2 separate regions of the Sus scrofa genome follow, and region 2 is linked to region 1. A link is a contact called in public Hi-C data. All regions are on one chromosome and are shown on one strand. Each heading gives the region's core, a stretch centred on a gene start, on an enhancer-like site or on the middle of the called end of the contact. The rest is flanking DNA. Distances are from core to core; before and after follow the strand shown. Region 1 overlaps LOC106510465. Region 2 has its middle 10 kb from the start of MAF.

Region 1 (4,676 bases), core at 1,439-3,938:
CCCCATTGAGCCCTGACAGAAATTAATAAACCTAATTCTGTAGGTTTAAGTTTAATTTTGTTGAAATATATAAAGTAGTTACATATTCACTTAGCAGCCAACCGAAATGCAGCAGCCTTAAGCTTCTCAGCAACTTTATAACGAGGGAATTGTTTTCTGGATCTTTCTCTTCTTGCTCCCTCCTGCTCTGCTGTGAGCCTTGTTTGTGACTCGTCCAGCTCCAGGGGACATGCGTGGCCACGGGGGGGGAACAGTGGTCCGGGTGAATGTTGTAGAAGGTACAATTATGTGTCTAGTCCTTTTCCAGGAAGAGCTGTTAATGATTGCCGAACCATCTCTTGTTGGTTTACAGTTTGATCAAGAAAGTAGGTAATAAAAGAATGGGGGATGGGCAGCAGACTGGGGGATGAACACCGATGGCCAGAGTCCAGAGAGCATGGAATCTCCTTTCAGGGCTTCCATGAGAAACTGGGAAATTAGAAGGAATTCAAAGGAGCTGTATTAACGGGATCACGTCCGGCCAGTCCGCCAGTAACTGACTATAAGGTCTTCCTGGAGGAGAAAAGTCAGCCACATCTGGGGATCATCTTTGCCCCCCTCCAGCTCTCCCTCTGTATCCCTCTCTCCATCAGTTCATTCATACAAACACACACGGGTGTGACTCTATCACATATTCATTCTCAGTGTAGGAATACAATGACCAGCATCACCCAACGCGATCCCAAAGCTGATGGTGTTTCCCATTAAGGGGTTTTTTTGTTGTTTGTTCTTTAAGGTAATTCATAAATAAAAGTATGATTAGGGGAGTTCTGAGGGAGAGAAGACACACACAGAAGGAGACACGCATGTGAGGCTCAATAAATGCTCTCCTGGGGAAATTACAATAGGGACGAGACCAAGGCAGAGGAGGAAGTGGGCCTGAAAAGGGGGGTGTCGATGGCGTCCCAGGACGGGCGCCCGCAGAAGGGGCCGCATGATGCTCTGAGGACCTGAGAGGGATGGGGGGGCAGGAGAGGTTGGAGGATCAAGGGTCTGAGAAGTGGCCCCACAGACCACTCTAAGGAACTGGGTTTTATTCCCATCGAAGGGGACAATCCAAAGGCCCCCCACGGGCGAGACCCTTGCTCAGAGCCACCGTTACGAGCACTGGGTGAAAGAAGGCTCCGGGAAAGCCTGGGTGTACCATCTTCATTTGCTTTAAAAAATGAGAAGACTGTCAGCAGGAAGTTTAGTCAAAGCGTGAGCACCAACCAGTCAAGCCTCCTGACTCCAGGTGTCTTTCTCCCTACACCTTATCAGCCTTCTTTTCCTGGAATCCCTATCAGCCCCTAGGACCAACCTCAATCTATGGAGGTCAAAGTAACATGCCCATGAACTTCCCTCTGAAGCCGAAGGTCACTGCATACAGCTGATAGCTTCAGAATGCTTTCTAGTAATGTCTGCAAAATAGTCTAATAGACCGAAAGGATGAGGTGACGTTCTGGACCACGCAGCGGTATCTGAAAGGAATACCACAGCGATCCCCCATCACAGAGAAGCTATGTGAAGGTGGCTGCCTGGAAGTCATCACCTCACACCCTCCATCTCGTTCTCCTGGGTTACTTCCACACAAGAACGGAGTTGGAGCCTCCAATCAGGCCCCGCACAGCCATGCTGGGCTTCCAGAGGCTACAGACCAGGGCCCAGCTCTTGCCTCACACAACTGCAGGTCCCTGGACGAGAGCTTTCCTCTCACTGGGCCGCCGTCTCCAGGTGGTGGGTTCTAAGGCCTGACAATTTCAGCATCTGAGTTTCAGAAGGAGGAGTCACCTCAAAAAAGAGGCCCTGGTCACCGCCTAACAGTGACATGCTGTCCCACTGACCCCTCAGCAGGCCATGCTTGGCCACCTCATCACAGCAAAAGGGAGAGACAAGAGGGAGAGACAGGAGGCAGCCAATTCCAGCTGCTGTGTGACCTCAGGCTGGGCTTGACTTGAGCTGACTTTGCTGGGCCTCGTTTCCCTCATCTAGCAAACGTGCGTCAACCAATGTGCCTGGCCGGACTGCTGTGGACATCAGAGAAGACGTCTGAACATGTGCTCAGACCCTGACTGACACAGATGCTCCCTAAACATCACACGCCATGCCCGCTCTTCTTTCCGCCCGTCCTTTCAAATATCCCTTCTTCCCTTCCTCCTTGGCTCCCCTCTCTTCCTTCCACCCTTCATTTTATCCTGTTTCTCTTTCCCACAGGGAGTAAACGCAATAGTTCTGGACAGGCCACCTCCACCCCCTCCTTTCTTGGGGAATCTAAGATATGAATTTCTTTGGCCAAATGCAAATGGGAATTTCAGACCCCAGGAATGATTCCAATCACTGGTGTGGCCGAGAGCTTTTTCGGGCCTTCATACCTCTGTGGATCTGCACTGATCTGATTCCACTTTGAGAGCTTTCTGGGGGTGTGGGGGTGGGGGGAGAGAGACCCCTGAGTGAGAGGTTCAGGAGTGAGGACGAGTGCCATGGAGGAGAAAAGGAGGTGAGAAGGACACAGCTTGGTCTCTGAGATCCAGCCCAGGATGGGTCGCCCGCCAAGCCTTCTCCAAACCAAAATCTGCCTCCCGTGGGGCCCAAAAGATTAAAGCTGTTATTTTGCTGCCAAGGTTGCAAGTTCAAGTACATTGAGTATGCATGTTGGGGAAACGTACTGTCGAGATAAGAGCAGCAGATTATCTTGAGAGTGTTCCACTGGCCCTGCCCTCCCTCACTTCTCCCTGAGCCCCGATCTCTCCCCGCTGGGACCCCGGCACTGCCGAGACCCAGACTCCAGCACCGCAGCCCCCACGTACCCAGCATGCAGTGCAGGGCCGTGGGGATGTCTCCTGGTCAGTGGAGCAATCAGCAACCTGATCGTCAGCTGCTCTCAGTCTCCCGCCTTCCCATAGACACCAAAAAAGGCGGAATTTAAGATTCCAGAAATCCTAAGCAGCCCCTTTTCCAGACTGGAGGAAAGCTTGCGGCAATGTGTGACAGAGTTTGGCATCGATTCTTACCAAAAAGAAATATTCAAAACTTTCTTTCTGTAAGTTTGTGAAGGAACAGAAGGTTTAGGAAATACCCAAGGTTGGCCCTGCCCAGGGAGGTAAGGGCTGGACAGTAGCCCTTTTCTACTGGGGCAGGGCCATCCTTGGGAAATGCTCCTACCTGTCTCAGGAAGGTAAAAGCCGAAAAGTCAAGAGTCAACAGGACAGTGTTCCTGAAAACACCAGTGCGTGTGCACGTGATGGAATGTTATAATCCAAGGTACTTCAGCTATCTGTACATCAAATGATTCATCCAGCTCACCCAGCAGTCCATCCACCCTCACACTGAACCTCCCATCCATTCACCCGTCCACCCATCCATTAGTCCTTCTATCCACTCATCCATCCATCCAACCACCCATCCACCCCTCTACACCTTGGTCCATTCTTCCATCTATCCACTCACCCAGCCTTCCACTGAACCCTTAGTCCTCCCACCCACTCACCCATCCTTCCATCCATCCATCCCTCTCCCCATGAGTCCTCCTTTCATCTACCTATCCATCCGTCCTTCTATCCATCCCTCACTCCCTCCATCCCACTCATCCATCCATCCACCTTCCCATCCATCCATCAATACGTCTACACAGCAACAGATACCCATCAATCACTTTAGCATTTTAGGCTCTTAGATGATACCTTGATTTTCCACAGTGAACCAGCTGGACACACTTCCTGCCACATCAAGTCCTCAGCTGAGGAGAGATATGTGGGTAAGTAAACAATCTACAGAGCAATGTGGAAAGTGCTGAGACAGGAGGAGTTCGAGGTGCAGGCAAAGAACATCCGAGTGACACAGAACTTGGGTTTGGAGTCACCAGTCACAGCCTCTCTGAAGAAACTCTTCCTGGGCATAAGAAATAACCCTGTCGAGAACCGTGGGGAGCTGGGCCGAGGAAGCAACATGCGGCTCTACCGTGTACTGAGCACCAGTTGTGAGCCAGACACCAGGCCTGGCACAACACTGATTCTTCTTTAGTCGGTTTTCACAGCAACTAGAGAAACCTGAGGCTCTAGGCAGATGAGCGGTCTGCCGAGTGCCTCACACGAATAGCCAACTTCAGAAACCACCTGGTTTTCTCCTGCTCCCATGGCCTCACTTTGTGGCTTCTTCAGGAGGTCCCCTGCCCCATGCTTCTCTCTAGGACGGTCAGGGAATTGGGAACCACAGGGTTTTGACACATTCTCCAGCCAAGGCGGCTTGAGGAGGACTCTGGAGTCAAAGGAACGTACACCCCAATTCCTCTCTGACATCTACAAGCAGCGTGCCTTTGGAGAGGAACCGCTCTAAGCCTCAATGTCCTAGTCTGTCAATGGGGATAATAATATTATCTACATCAGAGCTTTATGAGAAATTAAATATGCAGAGTGCTAAGTTCAATGCATGTGGCTATGTTACTATTTCATACAGAAATTACACACAAGTAGTCTCTACACAAGTGGCCTTGAGTTGTATGAAGGGAGACACACAAGATACAGAGGCAAGATGTCTTAAGAGCTTTCGGTGGAAGCTGAACAAAGGGGCCTTTGTGTGCTCCTGTCCTTCAGCCAGAGGGGACACGTCAGGGAAAGGCCTGGGAAACAGCTGGCCTGGTGGTGGTCCAGAGGTGGCAGGGG
Region 2 (4,305 bases), core at 1,343-3,842, 440 kb before region 1:
AAGTGCCTCTGCCCTCTGCTTGCTGCCTGCCTCTGAGCGTTCAGGTCCTGGAGCTGAACCGGGATCCCCAGGTGGGGGCCTCTCATCACAGGGCAAGCACTGCCCTCCACGCCCCGAGCCACAGTCTGCCTGCTCCTCTTCACGAGCCTCCCCGGCAGACAGGTAATACTGGTGGCTCATCCTGTGTGGCCCTGGGTCTTTTCTTCTCACCCTTCCCCCAGCCTCTGTTTGCGAGCTTATATTTTTGAACCCAAGCACGAGACACCCTGCAACCCCCCGCAGGATCCCTCATTGGATTCGGCCTGTTCCTCCCTTGTCTGAATCTCTTTGGATCTAGGATGTGCCATTGACTAGCTTTAATTTGCTTCCCTGCTTTACGACAGTTGCAAATGAAGCTGATGTGTTTTTTAGGTGACTTAACCTCTCTGAAGCAGGCCCCACACCTGCAAAATGGGGGGCTCTCAGAGACTATGCCTGTGAAGGGTCTTCTACCACGTGAGGCTGCAGGGGAGCTCCCTGAATGGCTGGTGCGCTCCCCCTGGGTTCTTGATGACACCTGTGGCACCCCAGGAGACACTGCCCCTCCCAACCCCCAGGCGATAGGCAAAGTGACCCATTGGATTATTCAAGACCCTCAGTGGACATTTTAAAGGACGTGTGTGTCCACGTATAACTGAATCTCTCTTGTGCAGCAGAAATGGTCACAACATCGTCAATGGACTTCAATAAACCTTTAGAAAATTAAAAAAACCCAATAAATCAAGTGGGCCTAAACCATCCCCACATCAACAGGGGGATGCAAATCAAAACCACAATGAGATACTGCCTCACACCCGTCAGGATGGCTATGGTCAAACAGAGGAGCGATAACCAGGCTTGTCGAGGATGTGGCCCAAAAAGGGGAACCCTTGTACCTCGTGAGCAAGAGTGTCACTTGGTGCAGCTGCTACGGAAAGAACGGGGAGGCGCCTCCAAAAATTAAAAGTAGAACTACCATACGACGCGGCAAGCCCACTTGTGGGTCTACAGCCACAGGAAATGACATCAGTATCCCAAAGAGATATCTGCTCTCCCGTATTTACGGTAGCATTATCTCTACGCGTGAGGGTATGGAGACGACCTAAGCGTCCGTCCGCAGGGGGTGGACAGAGAAACCGTGGTGTACACACACTGCGGATGATGATTCAGCGATAAAAAGGAGGAGATCCTGCCATTCGGGGACGACGCAGATGAACCCGGAGGACGCTATATTAAGTAAAATACGGCAGACATAGAAAGACAGACACGGAGCGATCTCACTTATGTGTAGAATCTTAACAAGTCACAGGCACGAAGGGAGCTGAGAACGGCAGCTACGGGGACTAAAGGATGAGGAGATGGGGAGATGCAGATCCAAGGGGACAACGCTTCGGTTATGCAGGACGAATAAATTCTGGAGATCGACTCTCCAGCAGAGTGGCTACAGTGACCAAGCTGTGCTGTATGCTGGAATTTGCTAACAGGGCGGGTCGTAAGTGTTCTCACACACACACACACACACACACACACACACACACGACAGCCACTAGTAAGCATATGAGGTAATGCACATCTAACTAGCTTGATTGTGGTGATCACTTCACAATGTATACGTTTACCAAAATATACACTGTATCCTGAAATATACACAATTTACGTTTGTTAATTATAGCCCCAAAATCTGAAAACAAACAAACCAACCCTAGAATTGGCCTCTTTGGGAATTGGGGTAAATTTTTTTTTGGTCTTTTGTCTTTTTAGGGTTGCACCCACAGTCTAGGGAGGTTCCCAGGCTAGGGGTCTCATTGGAGCTGTCGCTGCCAGCCTACACCCCAGCCACAGCAACACCAGATCCGAGCCGCATCTGTGAGCTACCCCACAGCTCACAGCAACGCCGGGTCCTTAACCCACTGATGGAGGCCAGGGATTGAAACCGCAACCGCATGGTTCCCAGTCGGATTCATTTCCGCTGCGCCATGATGGGAACTCCAATCGGGGTAATTTTAAACTAAATCACCCCATCTGGATGTCCGATGCCCACTCTTCTAATCAATTCTAAAATAACTTTCCTTTGTTATGGTGTAGACAGAGCTCCCTGTCAAAGGGGGCGCATCTCTTCGATAAACTGGTTGAAGTTTCCTCTACCTTGATCTTTGTAAACCTTTGCCCTGTCAAAATATACCGCAGTTGTCCGAAGGTGGGACCTCAGAGACTAATAAAAAATAGATGTAACCTAGAAAACCTCAGCCGAAGGGCTCTGTGTGCGTGTGGAAGGCTCTTTGCCTTCCCTTCCTTCCTCCCCGGTTTTGCTGGCTGACATCACACCTTGCCTGCCACTTCCTGATGCCAGTTTTGAAGCCGGGCAGCTCCGAGGTGTTTTCTTGAACAGAGGAGTTCAGAGTTGCCAGTGTCCACCTTTGAGCTGCTCCTGGCTCCCCGGGGTCTGTCTTGAAAGGATCTAAACGTGCAACCCTATGCAGAATCTGCTCTTCTGGGCTCCTGTCTCGCCTCCTTGCAGAGAAAGCAGAGGATGAAAGCAGGAGGGAGGGGGTGTGTATTTATGACCTGCTGTCTGGGGTCTTTGTCCCGCCTGAGAACTTGGCACTGGCCGCTTCAGCAGACTCGACCCAGGATCCTCGGGGCTCTGGAGTGGGTGACGGGGACTCCAAGCTCCGTGAAGAGCTGCTGACCAGGGCTGAGCCGTGTGGGCGCTGGCAGGAGGGGGAGGTGGGCCGGCCCGGACACGGCCTGCTGACTCACCCTCTGACCTCGGCAAAGCCTCCCTGGCTTCTCCACCTCCTATGTCCGGCTGAAAATGAGCTGGACTGGACTGCGTGCAGAGTTACACAGATCTGGACTGCCGCGGGGAGGGAATGTTCTCGGCCCTCCGAGGCTGAATACAGGGTAGGTGGGCGTGGACCAAAGCCCGTGACACAGACGGGGCTGCCATGCCGGGACGTAAAGCCCTGACGGGTCATCATGACGAGGTCAGGAGAGCTTCGAGATCCAAATGACAGAGCCAGCGTGGCGGGGGTGGGGGTGGAGGCAGAGCAGGGGGAGGGGGCAAACCCCTCCTGCACCTCCAGGCCAGAGGATGCTGGGGGTTTAGGATAACGATGATGAGAGCCCTTGGTGGCAGAGCGGCAGGGAGTAGCGCAGGCATTGCTGACGGTTCCTGGGGAGAGACGCCAGCCAGGAGATGCTGCATTTTGGCCCCAGGCCAGCACAGGGTGTGAGTCTTGCCCTGTCCCAAGTGTGCGATCTGGGCAAGTTGGTCCACCCAGTCTCTAGGCCCCCGGCTCCTCGGGGGTCAAAGGTGCAGAGGGTTTTTGTCATCACCATGAGCACGTGTCCCCTGTGCCTGGCACACGTCAGGCGGCCCCACGGTAGCTGCTGAGAAGGACGGATCTGCTTGTTACACACACCGTTTCCATCGATGGGGCCTCATGTGGACTAGGCGCTATGGAAGCGTTTTCTATCTTTGCTGCGCCTGCCTTACGGTCGTAGGTACCCCTGAATCTGGCACAGTTCCTCGCTCTTTCCATTTCTCTTGAGTTTCTGCAGCCTGTTGCCCACCTGCCACTCTCCCTCTCCCCAGCATCCCTCTGCCCCCGTCTCCGGCCACTCGAGATCCTTCTTCCTGTCTCAGGTATCCTCTTAAAAGCTTTACCTGAGGCTCAGGTGCACGCTGGTTTCTGGTCTCTGCTCTCACAGCCTTTGGGTCCTCCCGGGGCCGTATCACCTGCCCTGTGAGCCTTTTGAAGCCAGAATGATGGTTATCTCCCCACCTCCTTCATCTCCTGCAGTGCACACAGCAGGTGCTCAATAAATGCTTATTCAAGGAACGTGACTGAACGAACACTGATTCCTTGCCTTTTTTCTTTCCTTTTTTTCCCTTTCCCCCTCCCTTTTTTTCTTTTTTTCTTATTTTCTTCTTCTTTTTTAAGGGCCGCACCTGCAGCATATGGAAGTTCCCAGGCTAGGGGTCAAGTTGGAGCTGCAGCTGAGGCCTACGCCACAGCCATGGCAACACTGGGTCTGAGCCGCGTCTGCCACCTCCACCACAGCTTGCGGCGATGCTGGATCCTTAACCCACTGAACAAGGCCAGGGATTGAACCCACATCCTCACAGAAACAACCTCGGATTCTTCACCTGTTGAGCCATAATGGGAACTCTCTCACCTCATTTTTTGAAGTTCCAAGGCACACAGAAGGTCCTGCCAAGTGTCCCAGAAAATATGCCTTTGAAAGGGGCAGGGTGGCTGGCTGCGGTGTTGCAATAAGGCA

The links. A called contact is a pair of places that touch in the nucleus more often than the background predicts.
Region 2: a contact with region 1 is called in a Hi-C map of omental adipose tissue, with 2.4 times the contacts expected there. The contact joins two enhancer-like sites. A contact is called at or near these places in 3 of 5 promoter capture datasets (fetal liver, fetal skeletal muscle and liver), 12 of 47 Hi-C or Micro-C datasets (alveolar macrophages, embryonic fibroblasts, fetal skeletal muscle and 7 more) and 1 of 2 datasets of contacts at active chromatin or transcription factors (skeletal muscle).

What each region holds. Positions count from the first base shown.
Region 1 is chr6:8,018,868-8,023,543 of Sscrofa11.1, reverse strand. All of the region lies in intron 3 of LOC106510465, which reads right to left. Among named protein-coding and RNA genes, the nearest start is that of DYNLRB2, 360 kb to the right of the region's middle. Within about 2 kb of position 2,688, at least 3 of the 83 cell types and tissues checked have an H3K27ac peak or open chromatin away from gene starts, as enhancers often do. A contact at or near this core is called in omental adipose tissue, where this site is marked.
Region 2 is chr6:8,456,393-8,460,697 of Sscrofa11.1, reverse strand. No RefSeq gene overlaps it. Among named protein-coding and RNA genes, the nearest start is that of MAF, 10 kb to the left of the region's middle. Within about 2 kb of position 2,592, at least 14 of the 83 cell types and tissues checked have an H3K27ac peak or open chromatin away from gene starts, as enhancers often do. A contact at or near this core is called in omental adipose tissue, where this site is marked.